3 separate regions of the Gossypium hirsutum genome follow, and regions 2 and 3 are each linked to region 1. The links are chromatin contacts, called in public Hi-C maps. All regions are on one chromosome and are shown on one strand. The core of a region is the stretch at or near the end of the contact, and the rest is flanking DNA. Distances in the headings are between cores, read along the strand shown.

The links. Hi-C and Micro-C count contacts between places; a contact is called where the count stands out from the background.
Region 2: a contact with region 1 is called in a Hi-C map of leaf, with 3 times the contacts expected there. The contact joins the promoter of LOC107916811 here to the promoter of LOC107894331 in region 1. A contact is called at or near these places in 5 of 34 Hi-C or Micro-C datasets (callus, fibers and leaf).
Region 3: a Hi-C map of leaf shows a contact between it and region 1, with 5 times the contacts expected there. The contact joins the promoter of LOC107917934 here to the promoter of LOC107894331 in region 1. A contact is called at or near these places in 4 of 34 Hi-C or Micro-C datasets (hypocotyl and leaf).

The regions. Positions count from the first base shown.
Region 1 is chrA01:35,080,290-35,082,933 of Gossypium_hirsutum_v2.1, forward strand. LOC107894331 reads left to right here and starts at 1,305. Exons shown (of 7, transcript XM_041112052.1): 1 at 1,305-2,404. The coding sequence starts at 1,404.
Region 2 is chrA01:34,593,788-34,596,431 of Gossypium_hirsutum_v2.1, forward strand. It overlaps LOC107916811, which reads right to left and starts at 1,340. Exons shown (of 3, transcript XM_016846186.2): 1 at 678-1,340; 2 at 1-67.
Region 3 is chrA01:34,806,472-34,809,115 of Gossypium_hirsutum_v2.1, forward strand. LOC107917934 (argininosuccinate lyase, chloroplastic) reads left to right here and starts at 1,315. Exons shown (of 6, transcript XM_016847356.2): 1 at 1,315-1,739; 2 at 1,940-2,320. The coding sequence starts at 1,413.

The DNA of each region.
Region 1 (2,644 bases), core at 55-2,554:
AGAAAAATTACCATTTTACACCTTTTGCCTCATCATTATTCTTTATTCCATTCAAGACACTTAGTCCTTCAAAATTTCTATATTTTGTACTTACTAACATTAATTATGGGTTTTCCATGCATAATTTTGCATTCAGGACCTTTTTTGATAAAATTTAAAAATTTACGATTTAGTCTATAAACTCTCATTTTCATTCAACTTTTCCAATTTAATCCCTAAAGTGACTTTCATCAAATTAATACTCAATCTAATGCGTTCTTATGTTCTCCCATCATTATTGACTTTTATTTTCCTTAATATGATCAATTTACTCTATCATCCATGACTTTTATAATTTTACAATTTAGTCCTTTTTATACCAAGACCACATCTTCACAATTATTCTCTAAATTTCCCTTTTCTAAAAATCAAAATAATTCTTTAAAAGTTCATTAATAATAATGCTCCTCAAATGCTCTTCTATATTTTACCAGATCAAGTTCTGGAACAATATCACTTACTTTATTAAAAAATTTGGGGTGTCACACATAAGAAATATAAATGAAATAAAATGATGCTTCTAATGCACATTAGAGTCCTAAAGTATGACTTAAACTATATCAAATTTTTTATTCTAATGGACATGCACTTTATAGTACTAAAGTATTGGCATAATGATTTATTTAGGCCTCCAGTTTTACAAAAAAAGAACCATTTTAGCCAATCCCTTTAAGTTTTCGCCTCTTTTAGCTTTTGAACTTGTATTTTTGTTTAATCATTCCAAAATGGATGAAAAAGTTAACTTTTTTAACTTTGCTAATATAGCATACACGTGGATGATATGTCAGCATTTAATTAATTTTTTAAAATTCAAAAAAATTAAAAAATAGTTTTTTTAATTTTTTATACATTTTTAATCATTTTAATGGTTTTTAATTTTTAAAAATAATTTTTATATACTTTTTAAATTTTTAAAATTTTAAAAAATTAATTAAATGCTAATGTGTCATCTAAATTAAAAAGCATTAATCTAAATAAATTATTATGTCTAAAATATTTGTAACAGTGCCAATAATTCAATTTGTTTTATATATTTTGTTCACACCAGATTTTACTTTGGGAATATTATATGGAACTATTTAATACAACTGAAAATGGATTGGACATTCTAATACAATTTAGCTAAAGCCCCTGGATGAGCCCAAATTGAGAGTTCAGGGTGGGGCCGCGATTGGGCTAGTATTTCGGGTAAAAAGTAAAAACCCGGTTTAAATCCGATCCGTCCCGTTTATATTTCGACGTGGCAACAGTTGGTTGGGCAATTAAATCAATTCCCTCTCCCTGTAAATAAATCCCATCCCAATCGGTTGCATCGAGAGAACACTTCCGCTTTTTCCTCTCTTTTTTTTTTCCCTCTGTTTTCGATGGCATCCGCCACCGTCGACCACCGCAATCACCTCCACATCGAATCTATCCCCGTCGTAGATCTCCGTCTCCTCTCTCAACCCGACCTCCTTTCCCTTGCTTTATGCTCCTCTTCTCCTTCCCCTTCCAATGCCGAAACCGAACTCTTCACTCCCAAAATTGACCGCTCCGTTTTCAACGAATCCGCCGGAAGTCGCAAACAAACTTTCTTCCGCCTCCGCTTCGCCGCACCCCGCAGCCACCTACACCACCAACATTCCTCTCCTCCTTCCGAGCCCTTCCCTTCTCGTTCACTATACCTAAACCCTGAATCTCTTGACGAAGAAAGCTCTAACGCCCTCTCTCTGCTTAAATCACTTTTCAACATCGATGATTCGCTGCCTGCTAACCCCGAAGCTGACGAACCGTACGATGACAAGGATCTTGTGCCGGTTCAAATCGAATATCCAAACGGGAATTCCGGTTTGCAGAATATTCCGGTCGACATTGTTAGTAGTAGTTTAAGAAAAAGGAAGCGAGGGAGGCCAAGGAGGGACGGGAAAGATAATTGGCTGATTGAGAGCGAGCCTTTAGCAATAGAGGAATATAAAGAAATGAAAACCTTTAGGCCAAATGAGACAGCGGATGCCGGTAATAGTAGCAGTTGTAACGAAGGGAAGAGGAGGAGAGGGCGGCCACGAAAGGAGGAGAGTCAAAGTAGAGTGATTGCAAGCGAGGAAAAGAAAGTTGAGAGCGAAATTGAGAAGGCAGCGTTTGTGAATGTAGAGGCGATTCTGGGAATTGAAGAGGAGTTGAGAAGGAGGACTGAGGGGATTGTTACAGAGGTGCAACTGCTGGAGTTTATGAAGGGTTTAGAAGGTCAATGGGCGAGTAAAAGCCAGAAGAAGAGGATTATCGACGCAGCTGGGTTTGGGAATGTGCTTCCAAGAGGGTGGAAGCTTATGCTCTTCGTGAAGAAGAGAGCCGGCCATTGTTGGTTAGCTTGTAGCCGATATATAAGGTTTTCCATTACTTTCTTTTACTTTTATTTTAATATTCTCGTTAATCATAGCCTGCATATTTTATCAACGCTGTTTACCTCTTTTTTTTTTTTTGGGGGGGGGGATAAGTTTTATATTCATCCAAAGAAACAGCCAATGCTGTAAAAACAATCAAAACAACATAACCTTGTACCTATACAAAACAAAAAAAAATATATATACCACTTATTCCAAAATGTTTCAAACTAAGCACAGAAGCT
Region 2 (2,644 bases), core at 90-2,589, 490 kb before region 1:
AATTAACCAAAGCAGGGTGCGGTTCCAATCACTTGGCAGAAAAAGAGCTAATCTGAATCAGCACTTTCTGCATTTAAAACAAATCACATACTCGTTAACAAACTGCAGTCAACCCAAGGAATTAGATGCAGCAAAACAAACCATTAGATTGAACTTATGAAATCTTATATTATCCTCGGCACAATGTGTTCATCTTTGTGCAAAAACAAAATAATATCTTTTTTAATTCATTAGAGGCAACAAAAAATACAGTCTTAGACAATATTTACTGTCAATACCAGAAATTTAGACATAATCCAGAAGAATAAAAGAGGCTAAGTGATAAACAGGCCCTGTCAAAAATAGAGAAAAAGGGATAAAGAACACATCTTTTCTTTTTCCTGCTAAAAATAGATTTCGCAAAATTGGGCTTTAAACTAACCATAAAACCAAAAACTCTTTTCCCATTTACTTTTTCAAACTCCGTTTACATTTTCCTGAATTCAAGTACAAACAGAATCTCAAAATAAACCAATTAAACACCCTCAAAAAAGGTGGATAAGTTGAAGCTAAAGTTTCCTTCTTTGATGAATGCAAAGCAAAACCAAAAGTTCCTTCCTTGAATTTCAATATTCGATTATGAGAAAAGAAAAAATTCATTGGAAAGTCTAAAGAAAAAAAATCAACAAACGAAGTACCTTAAAAGCTTTCCAACGAAAAAAGAAAAGACACCCAGATTTTCAGATATTCTGCACGACAATCAGATAAAAGGGGTGATGAAATTGCAAACCCACAGATTTTTATTACTATTATTAATATATATTTTTTAAAAATTGTTTTATCCCTTCAATTCACTTCCAAGAATCAGTTTTGTTTTAAACAGAAGGAGAGTACATTACGAATACAAGGGAATATTATTATACTTTTAACAGCGGATTATCATCAATATTATTTAAAAAAAATGAAATAACTAAGCAGGGTCAGGGAAGGGATTTCAAGAGATGTTGGTATGACTGGGGGAATTTAGTTGATTCAAGTGAGATGGGGCGTAGAGGATTAACGGCAACTGGGGGCGGAATTTGGTTGCCAGGTCAGATGTGAGGTGCGGTTGAAAGGGTGACGTGGCGCTGGATTGACCAGAAACAGGAAAAAAGGAAAACGTGTGATGGTTGTTCAAGTAACCCTCACACCCACTTCTCGGAATTTCCCACCGCTTTTCGGCCCTATGCCCTCTTTCCTTTTTATATAATTTGGGTTAATATAATTTTGGTCCATATTCAAATTCAAACCCTTTCTTTTTGTTTAGATTGATATTCAACTTTGATTTCCCATTTTTGTAAGTCCAGTAAAATTAAATGAAGTGGATTAATTAAGGTGTTATACGTGACAACTACATCAATTGATGATGTGACATTTATACTATATTTTTAGATCGGATGATTTATGTCATTCGATTTTAACGAAGTTACTAAAGTGGACTAAAATATGTGTAGGAAGTTAAAAATAAGTATTAAATTTGAATATTGAAGATAAACTAATGTACTCAAATAATATGGGTAAATTATACTCAAGATCATTAAACGATTAGTAAGTTTATGTTTTGGTCATTTGACTTTAAAATGTTACGAAATAATAATTATTGAACTGTTCGAAAGTTTTCATCAAAGTCATTGAACTATTCGAAAGCTTTTATTTAAGTCACAGGGACATTTAAAATTGTTAAATGAAAAAAAAAATTGTAGAAGAGAACGGAAATAAGAGTTTTCGATTGGTGTAGGTGATGTAAATAGAGAAGCCATACAACAGCAATTTTAATAGGCTAGTGACTTAAATGAAAACTTTTGAATAATTCAATTACCATTTTGTAACTTTTTCAAATTGAATGACCAAAATATAAACTTACTAATAGTCTAGTGACCTTGAGTACAATTTATCTAAAAACTATATTTTCCCTTTTATTTTTCAATACAACACCAATTATATAAATCTTATTATTTTGTGGATTCTTTCTTAAAAGAATGGTAAATTTCATTCGCAGTGATCCAACTATTAAAGTTTTTATTTTAAGCACTCAATTACAAAAATTTTCAATTTGATCGTTAACATTTTTGACATTTGATATTTTTGTCACTTCTCCATTAAATTGTTAATAGAATGTTAACGTGACTTTTTTTTGTTGATAAAATAACAAATTTAGCCATGAACATTTATATTTTCTATTAATATGGTCTTGAATAAAAAAATTGAAATATATATATTTAAAAATTAAAAATACATAAAAAAATTAAAAATAAAAACATATAAAATTAGGTTAAAATGTGTCACAAGTCCTTGTACTTTTCAAAAATTGAGAATTTAATCCCTGTATAGTTATTTCATGGAATTTAGTTAGTTTACTTTTTAGATTTCAAAATTCAGGTCCAACTATTAAATTATTATTATTATTTTGTTAAATTCAAGTTAATTACAAAGTCATTTTTTTTAATTATATAGCTACCAAGTGAGTATTTTTTATTTAAAAAAATGTCATAATAACAAATTTAACAAAAAAGTTTAACAATGTTAACAGTTGGACTTGAACTTTAAAATTTGAAAAATAAATAGACTAAATTTCATGAAATAAAAATATATAGACTAAATTCCTAATTTTTAAAAAATAGGGGAA
Region 3 (2,644 bases), core at 65-2,564, 270 kb before region 1:
TTTCAACTGAACTTTAATACCACCTTAAATACACTCTGAAAATATTTATAAAATATTTATGGCTCAGTTTATAGAAATGAGGTCCTGATACCTCATTTTTGAAAGCCACTTGATCTTAGGGTCTTACCACTTGAACTTAATAAATCACTTATATAACATAAATTATCAAATCAAAAACCTTTTTAAAATCACATTTGACTCGTAAATATTAAATACATACTCGTCAAATTTGGTGGCCTCGAAACCACTGTTTCCGACACCACTAAAAAACAGGTTGTTATAGCTTGGGCCCAGCTTAAGCTAAATTTGCAAAAATAAAAGAAATATTGTTTTCTTGCTGTTTTTTCACTGTTTTGTTGCCATTTCACTATTATATTGCTACTATTTTGTTGTCATTGTTTGGATATTGTATAAATTTTATTTTATTATTAATTTTTCTACTTTTTTAGAGGCATTTGCTTGTTAAGTTGTACCTATGTTAGTGTTATTTAATTATAAATATTTATTGAATTTATTTTTAATTTGTTGGGATACATTTATTTTAATGTTTTAGTGTTTTGATGTATTATATTTTTTAAAAATATATATAAAATATAAAAAAAATTAATACAACCAGGCTAGACTAGGCCTGAGTTTTAGCATTATTATCCGGGATAGACTAGAGCTGATGCTTCAAAATGCTTTTTGATGCTTAAATCAGTGCACTGAAGAAAAGAGTTTAATATAAGGTAAACAAGTTAGAGAATAAGAGGTTATACTTGAGGTCAATCCATATTTTTTAGATGGAGTGGTATTCTTAGTCATAAAGTTCATGAACACCTTTTTTCCGAGTGAATGACTTTGATTTATGTAAAATCTTCTTTTGTTTTAATGAGGGAAAGGTTATGTCTTATTTTTTCCATGTTTCATAATGATATTAGCTATTTATACTTCGCATCTAAAAGAGTATGAGCTCATACGAGTTTTTAATTTATTAGAATTTATGTTTTGTGAATTTTTTATAAAGACTTATTTTATAGGTTTGAGCTCATTTTTATAGATAAATATGTAAAAATCTTAAAATTATATTTAAAATAACCTTTAATTAATTAGTATATATTTATATTTAAATTTAATTGTGAAATTTAAAATTTAATTATCAATTTATTAAAAAATATTAAGTTGGAGGATTACATCCACAAAGCTTGAGTTGTAGTCCATTATCTCCAAAAAATAAGTCCATCAGCCCAAAAGCAAGACCCGACATATTCGATCCTAAACTAGGCCTATTACAGTTCGACCCGACAGGCCCGACACAGTTGCAAAAAAGAAAACACCCTAAACCCTCCTTGCTTGCTAGTGCTAACGAAGTGGCAAAGGTAAAAGCAAGCAAGGCGCACTAGAATCTCTCTTTTTTATCTTCCCCTTCTTTAATGGAATCCTTACATTCTTCTTCTTTGCAAACACCATTTTTTTCCTCCCAATCGACTGTCCTCTCCAACAAATCCGTGTCTAACCCAAGAACCATATCCCCATTGATGCATCGAGTCAAGTCAAGGTTCGAACCATTGCGGTGCACCACGAGTCACTCATCTGAAACAGAAGCAAAACCAAAGGAGACAAAGCTTTGGGGTGGGAGATTCGAAGATAGTGTGACTGATATCGTTGAGAAGTTTACTGAGTCTATCTCGTTTGATAAACAGTTGTATAAGCATGATATTATGGGAAGTAAAGCCCATGCTTCTATGCTTGCTGAACAGGTCCTTTTTTTTTTCTCCTCTTGCATTTATTGTTTTTAGAGTGTTTTTAATGAGTTTATGGCTTGTCAGAATTTGGGTAATATTGTACTTTTTAGAATTGCAGAACCCAATTTCTGATCATTTGTCTTGTATAATGGTATTTTGCTAATTTGCTCCAGCTAATTCAAATGCATGTGGGTTTTTATCATTTTTGCTTGCAGGGTTTGATCAGCTTTAGTGATAGGGATAGTATTCTGAAAGGTCTAGATGAAATAGAGAGACGCATTGAAGCTGGTGAATTTGTGTGGAGGACTGACAGGGAAGATGTCCACATGAACATTGAAGCTGCACTGACAGATTTGGTTGGTGAGCCTGCAAAGAAACTCCACACTGCTCGAAGCCGAAATGATCAAGTTTTGACTGATTTCCGCCTGTGGTGTCGTGATGCTATAGACAGGATTATTAGTAGCATTAGACATCTCCAAGTTGCTTTGGTGAAGTTGGCTCTAAATAATGAGGGTCTCATCATTCCTGGTTATACACATTTACAGAGGGCACAACCTGTTTTACTTCAACATCTTCTTCTAGCATATGTGGAGCAGGTTTGAGTCATTTCATTCATAAGCTATTCTAGATCAAACCGAACATCCATGTATGTTATATATATGATTATTATGTAGTGAACTAGCACTGAGTTTTCCAACTCCAGAAGCAGGGTTAAAAAACCGTCACGTGTCTCCTATATATGTCAAAATAAAGCGGTTGCTTTATTGGTTAATTGGAAAACTTTGTTCTTGAACTTTTAGAACTTAGAAAGAAGCTTATCTGATTAATATTTCTAATAGAAAAATGACTAAGTTTGAAAGCATAACACATTCATGGTGGGCGGCTTACTCCCATGGTGGGCGGCTTACTCCCCTAAAGGT